Linked DNA regions of Hordeum vulgare: region 2 is linked to region 1. A link is a contact called in public Hi-C data. All regions are on one chromosome and are shown on one strand. Each heading gives the region's core, a stretch centred on a gene start, on an enhancer-like site or on the middle of the called end of the contact. The rest is flanking DNA. Distances are from core to core; before and after follow the strand shown.

Region 1 (2,810 bases), core at 124-2,623:
TATAAAGACTCGCGCATAATTATGTCATGAAACTACGTTTTGTTCCCTAAAAAAAACTACGTTTTTGAGGTTGCAACACGAAATTTTTTTGTCGTGAAATTCCACAAAATAACACTTTTTTTTCGATGCTGTAGACCAGATCGACGAGGCCAACGCATCAGTAAAATCCTTATCCAAATTGCTAGTGGTATATTTAAGCTTGTGCGAAGAGGTGGACCGACGGAGCCGTCGGTTGTCGATGATCATATTTGACCTTGACAGGGGAGGGAAATTTGAGGCCACCCACCCAATTGGCAATCGTTGGCTGGCATCGAATAAACAACCCGACGGTAGCACGTCGTCGTCAATCCTTGTTTGCCAGCCAAGAAACACAGAGACGGCTTCGGTCGCCGGAAAACAATGTCGACGGAAATCTCATATTAGATTGATGCTGCTATTGCATATTAACACAGGTTAATGCTTGATTCTGAAGATCACTGCACATTCAGAAAATCAAGAAGGAAGTGGGGATTTTCATGTACAAACGCATGGTTGGGTCACCGTAACAAAAAGTCTATGGTGAGCGGCCATGGCCGCACGTGGGGAAGAGCGCGCGGGCGCTGCTAGTGGTGGCTATTCACAAGGCCGGAGCTCCGGATCGATCGAGGCCGGACCTACCAGCACTGGTCTGTCTCCCACGTGCGGCGAGGCCGGCCCCAGACGCCGTTCGTCCTGGCAGCGGGCGGCTGCGCGTAGGCCTGCACGACGACGTCGCGGTCGTAGCGCGCGCGGGCGTCCGGATCGGAGAGCGTGGCGTACGCGTCGTGCAGCCGGATGAAGTCGTCGCCGGCCGCGCCGGCCACGTCCGGGTGCCGCTCCCGAGCGAGTCGCCGGTAGGCGGCCTTGATCTCGCCGCCCGTGGCGCCGGCCCGGAGCCCCAGCACCTCGTACAGCGTGCACCTCCCGGCCGGCGCCGCAGATGCGACGGCCACCGCGCACCGGACCGTCCGGCGGGAGCTGGAGCAGGAGGCGGCCTGGCGGAACCCGGCCAGCGCGGGCCTCGCCACGGAGGATTGCATCACCGGGGGCGCTGAAATCATCACAGGAATCCACAAATCTGAGAAGAGAGAGCGGGAGGGACGGATGGGGTTGGGGGAGGGAGAGGAAACGTAGGCAGGTGAGACGGGAATGTGGTTGGCGCCCGGCCGGGTTTGTTTTTATAACGCAGCGGATTGCTTAGCGCTGGTTGATATTTGTTTTTGTGGGGGAGGTCGGGGCTATGAGTCAGCGGCAGCATCATCGTGATCTGGCCGGGGCCGGGGCCGACGGAGGTGCACGTCGGCGTCATGTGCGCGTGGGCGCCGGCCTCGGGCAAGGCAGGAGCCGGGATCTCCACGTCGATTTTCGGGATAAAATATCCCCGCTGTTTTGGTTTGGGCGAGGCGGTGCCTACTGATTTGGCTGGCGCGCGAGTGGGGCACCGCGATGGGGACGCGCGCCCACGGTACGGCCGACTTCCCTGCTCCTACTACGGCGGGGAGCACACTGAATTGTGGCGGTGTGTGCGGCTTCCCTTTATTTTCATCTAGAAGCGACATCTATTTTTTCCCCTTTCGAGGACATCTAGAAGCTAGCTCTCGCTGTCGACATGCCAAAGAACCTATTCTTCTCCACAGGGCTGACCGTACTAGGGCAGTTTTGTCCACGGATGTTGGCGGTACCCTAACCTAAAGCATTTATAGTCAGACTCCTAAAAGTGCACTCAAATGTGCCAAGAGTCCGTTCGATCACTACGGTCACAAAAAATTGACCCACTTAGCTCTTTAAATAGGTTTTGTTAAGAGTAAAAGCAGAGAATGATAGAATGAACCATTGATAGAAATTGAGAATATTTATACCCAGTACATGACGGTTTACAAAGGGGCGGTTGCCAAAAGAACAACCGACATAGTATTGATTAATTACATAATTAATACATATTAATTATTCCTAACACCCCCCTAATCAATTCTTGATCTTGTAAATAGCCATCTTTTTGATAAGGACTTCTTTAGAAATAACTTCGTCCTTGAGAATGTTCATCATTCCATCTTGAGAAATCCTTGTATAATCTTTAAAGTCTCCTCCAAAAACCCTGTGGAAAAAATATGAGGAGAATAGTGTAGATACGTTGCTAAAACTCCTTTAAACCCTCTGGGAAAAATAAAGAGAAAATGATAAACATATAATGATTATTGCATCATGATAACTCATTTGAGAAAACCTTTTTAGAAGGAGAAAACTCATCTTTGAGTTCAAAGAACAATAAATATATCTTGAGTACTTTCTTTAAAAACCCCGATATGGAAAATAGAAAGTATGACATATGATCTTTGAGAAGATATTTCCTCACTAAAAACCATTATGAGAAACTTTGAGAGAAAACTCATAAGGGAAAAGAGTGCAATTGTACATGCCATTGAAAACTCCTTTAAAACCCAGTGGAAAAAATATAAGGAGAAAATGATATGGCATATATAGATACTTGTGTTTATATTATCTCAATTAAAAACCTTTTATGAGAAACCATTAGGGAAAACTCATCAAGGAAAAGAGTACAATATATGCAATCTCATGATTGTTAATAGGTTATAGTTTGGGAGATTACTCCCCCTGAACTTTGCAAATATGGAGGGTGTCTCATACCAATTCCATTGACATGAACATGAAATTGTGTATAATCTGTTGGATTATCATAATATTTGTTTGCAAATTATTTCCTCGCTTTTCTATAATCCATGAGGATAAGTAATTTCCGAGCAATGTGATTTATGATATTGCTCTTTATATAA
Region 2 (2,700 bases), core at 161-2,660, 410 kb before region 1:
TAGGCCATTGTAACTTTCTCGCCAAGACCCACATGCAAGGTGGGGATGGAACAAAAGCGAAAGAAAGATCAACTCAATCAATCAAAGCTTCTTTTCCATGCTCAAAGCCTAACTTTGTGACTTTCTCTTCTTTCCCCATTCCCAGTTCCCCATTCCAAATCAAAATCTCATTATATTTTCTAGCCCAGGGAAAATATCATTGTAGTTGAATCAGATTCAGATCTGCAACACTATGATTTGAACAAGGTCGTAGTGTACTGTCATAGCATCAGAAACTATTCAGAGGAAGGTACCTGTAAGGATTGGACTGCGGGCAGAAGGTAATGGTGTAATCGGTGTGGTTGCAGGTGAAGGTGGAGGTGGCGTCGTCGTAGGCATAGCTGTAGGACTTGGGGCACGCTGACTTGAAGAGCTGCGAGTACTGGGAGGGGTGGCACGTGTCAGGGTTCCCGTAGGCGCCGTTGCAGCAGAACTCGGGCTTGCCGAAGGCCTCGCAGGCGCTGCGGCAGGCGAGGCCGCCGCCGGAGCGGAGCTCGGAGGGGCAGCGCTCGTTGAGGTCGACGAGGCACCCGGTGTTGGAGCACCCAGGCGCAGACGGCTGCACGAGCATGGGCAGGTTGTAACCGTCGACGAGGCTGACGTCGTAGAAGTCCTTCCCGCCGTCGCCGTCGAGGGTGAACTCCGCGAGCGTGGCGGGCGGGGTGGCCCCGGCGCCTCGGCACTCTATCTCGCCGGAGCCGCAGTCCCCCGTGACGCAGGTGCCCTTGCCGCCGTTGAAATTACAGCCAGAGCGCCCCCAGAAGCGGCCCGACCACCCGGTCGGTCCGTAGAGCGAGCGCGACTGGCCCGGCGAGAGCGCGAAGCCGGTGGTCTCCAGCGGCGGCGAGGTGGAGCCCGAGAGCAACCCGGGCCACACCGTGTCCGTGCACCGGTTGGCGAAGGTGAAGGTGATGGCGCCTGCCACCGGCCCTGCACGCCGCAAAAATACACAAATCCGAACACACTCAGCTCACCAAATCGAAAACCAAACTGGCCTCCAAATCACGACCAATCCGACGAGAATACCACTTCCGCAAGCACTAACAGATGGATCGATACCTTGGAAGAAGGAGAGAAGGAGGAGGACGATCGATGCCGGAGAGCCGAGGAGCAGCGACGGCTGAGCCATGGCAGGCCTTCCAAGACTGACTCTCGAATTGAGGGCGAAACCAATGAAGCCGCGCTCTTGCTTTGCTGTGGAGGAGGAGCTTGGTGAGTGGCGAGCTTGCGGGAGTGGAATATGGTGGGGAGGCTACGCGGAGGAAAAGGCGGCCGTGTGGTGGGAGATGGCGGCGGTTCCGTTGTAGAGGGGCTGAGGGGGGAGAGGAGTGGAGGTGCGAAGTGGGCACGACCGACCGCGGTCACCGGCTCGCTCATTTTTTTTCTCCGCTGCAGCCGGATGATCATCCGCCCAAAGAGTCATTACATCTCCGGGGCTGCTACAAATCAGCTCGATGATTTTTCAACCCTTAGATTAGCGTGTTGATGATCGTTGGATCCCAACAGCTCCGTGGTAGCAACGAGCACCTCAGCTTGAACACAACGTCATCGAAGCTTCAACGGAGCTGCAACGCAGTACTGAGTGTGTCCGGCAAGCTTCATTGCAGCTCCGATGAAGCTTCAACGCAACACCGACACTCCGACCAAGCTCTATTGCAGCACTGGCGGAGCTTCAATGCAGCGCCGACGAGTCCGATGAAGCTCCATCGCAACTCCGGTCGAGTTCCATTGAAGACCTGACAGAGCTCCAATGCAACGTCGACGGCTCCGCCGAAGCTCCATGTAAACTCCGGCTGAGCTCCATTGCAGCCCCGGCGGAGCTCCAACCGAAGCTCCGCTGCAGCCCCCGCAGCGTCGGCAACAATCAACGAGTTGCTGCATCGCTGGCTTGCAGTTTCGGTAGTGGTCAACGATGAGATCCACGGGACATGGAGCGACAGTTCCCATTGGGAGGAAGATTAGGCAAAGGGCAGCGATTTCGAGGGAGAAGAGCAAGGCCGGGCTTCGGGGGGGAGGGGGGCGGTGCGACTTTGGTTGCAGCAGGCGGCATCAGCTGTGGTGCTCGTCATGGGGGGATTTCCTCTGTCCACGCGTGAAAAAGACAGAAGGGAGAGGAAGAGGGAGATGCTCTGTAGAAACAGAGCGGTAGCCGTGAGCAACAGAGGCACGTGTCGCTTAGTGGAGGCGGCTTACGCGCTCGTGGGATCAACCGATAGATTTTAATCGTTTTCCTTAGATCCCACACTCATGGTTGATCAATCTTAGCAAAGACGGCTCGTGTTTTCTCTCATGTGATCTCGTTCAGTTTGACACCCACGCGGCTCCTCTCAAGACAGCGATGTGCTCCGCTACAGCAAGGAGGCCCTGTTGCTGCTATCGCGGTTGCGCTCGCCCAAACACAAACCGGAGCATCTCTCTCAACTCTCGCGGTCGCCACCAGTGTGTTGTGTTGCAACACCACCAGTGTTGCAGGTGGACGGAATCGCCGACGTTTGCTGCATCGCGGCATCGGGAGCCACCAGGGGCTGGTCCATGGCAATACCGAGTGCGACAGCTCTGAAGAAAGCTTCAATGCAGCACCGACAAAGGTTCATTGCAGCCCCGACGGAGTCGATTCCGTCCCCATCGCAACTTCAATGACCCGGCGCAGCTCCAATGCAT

Evidence for each region. A called contact is a pair of places that touch in the nucleus more often than the background predicts.
Region 2: a contact with region 1 is called in a Hi-C map of leaf, with 3 times the contacts expected there. The contact joins the promoter of LOC123411366 here to the promoter of LOC123409755 in region 1. A contact is called at or near these places in 1 of 6 Hi-C or Micro-C datasets (leaf) and 1 of 1 datasets of contacts at active chromatin or transcription factors (embryo).

The regions. Positions count from the first base shown.
Region 1 is chr7H:236,259,477-236,262,286 of MorexV3_pseudomolecules_assembly, reverse strand. It overlaps LOC123409755 (chaperone protein dnaJ 11, chloroplastic-like), which reads right to left and starts at 1,373. Exons shown (of 1, transcript XM_045102618.1): 1 at 403-1,373. The coding sequence starts at 1,079. The coding sequence ends at 654.
Region 2 is chr7H:236,668,754-236,671,453 of MorexV3_pseudomolecules_assembly, reverse strand. It overlaps LOC123411366 (thaumatin-like protein 1), which reads right to left and starts at 1,410. Exons shown (of 3, transcript XM_045104294.1): 1 at 1,099-1,410; 2 at 294-969. The coding sequence starts at 1,168.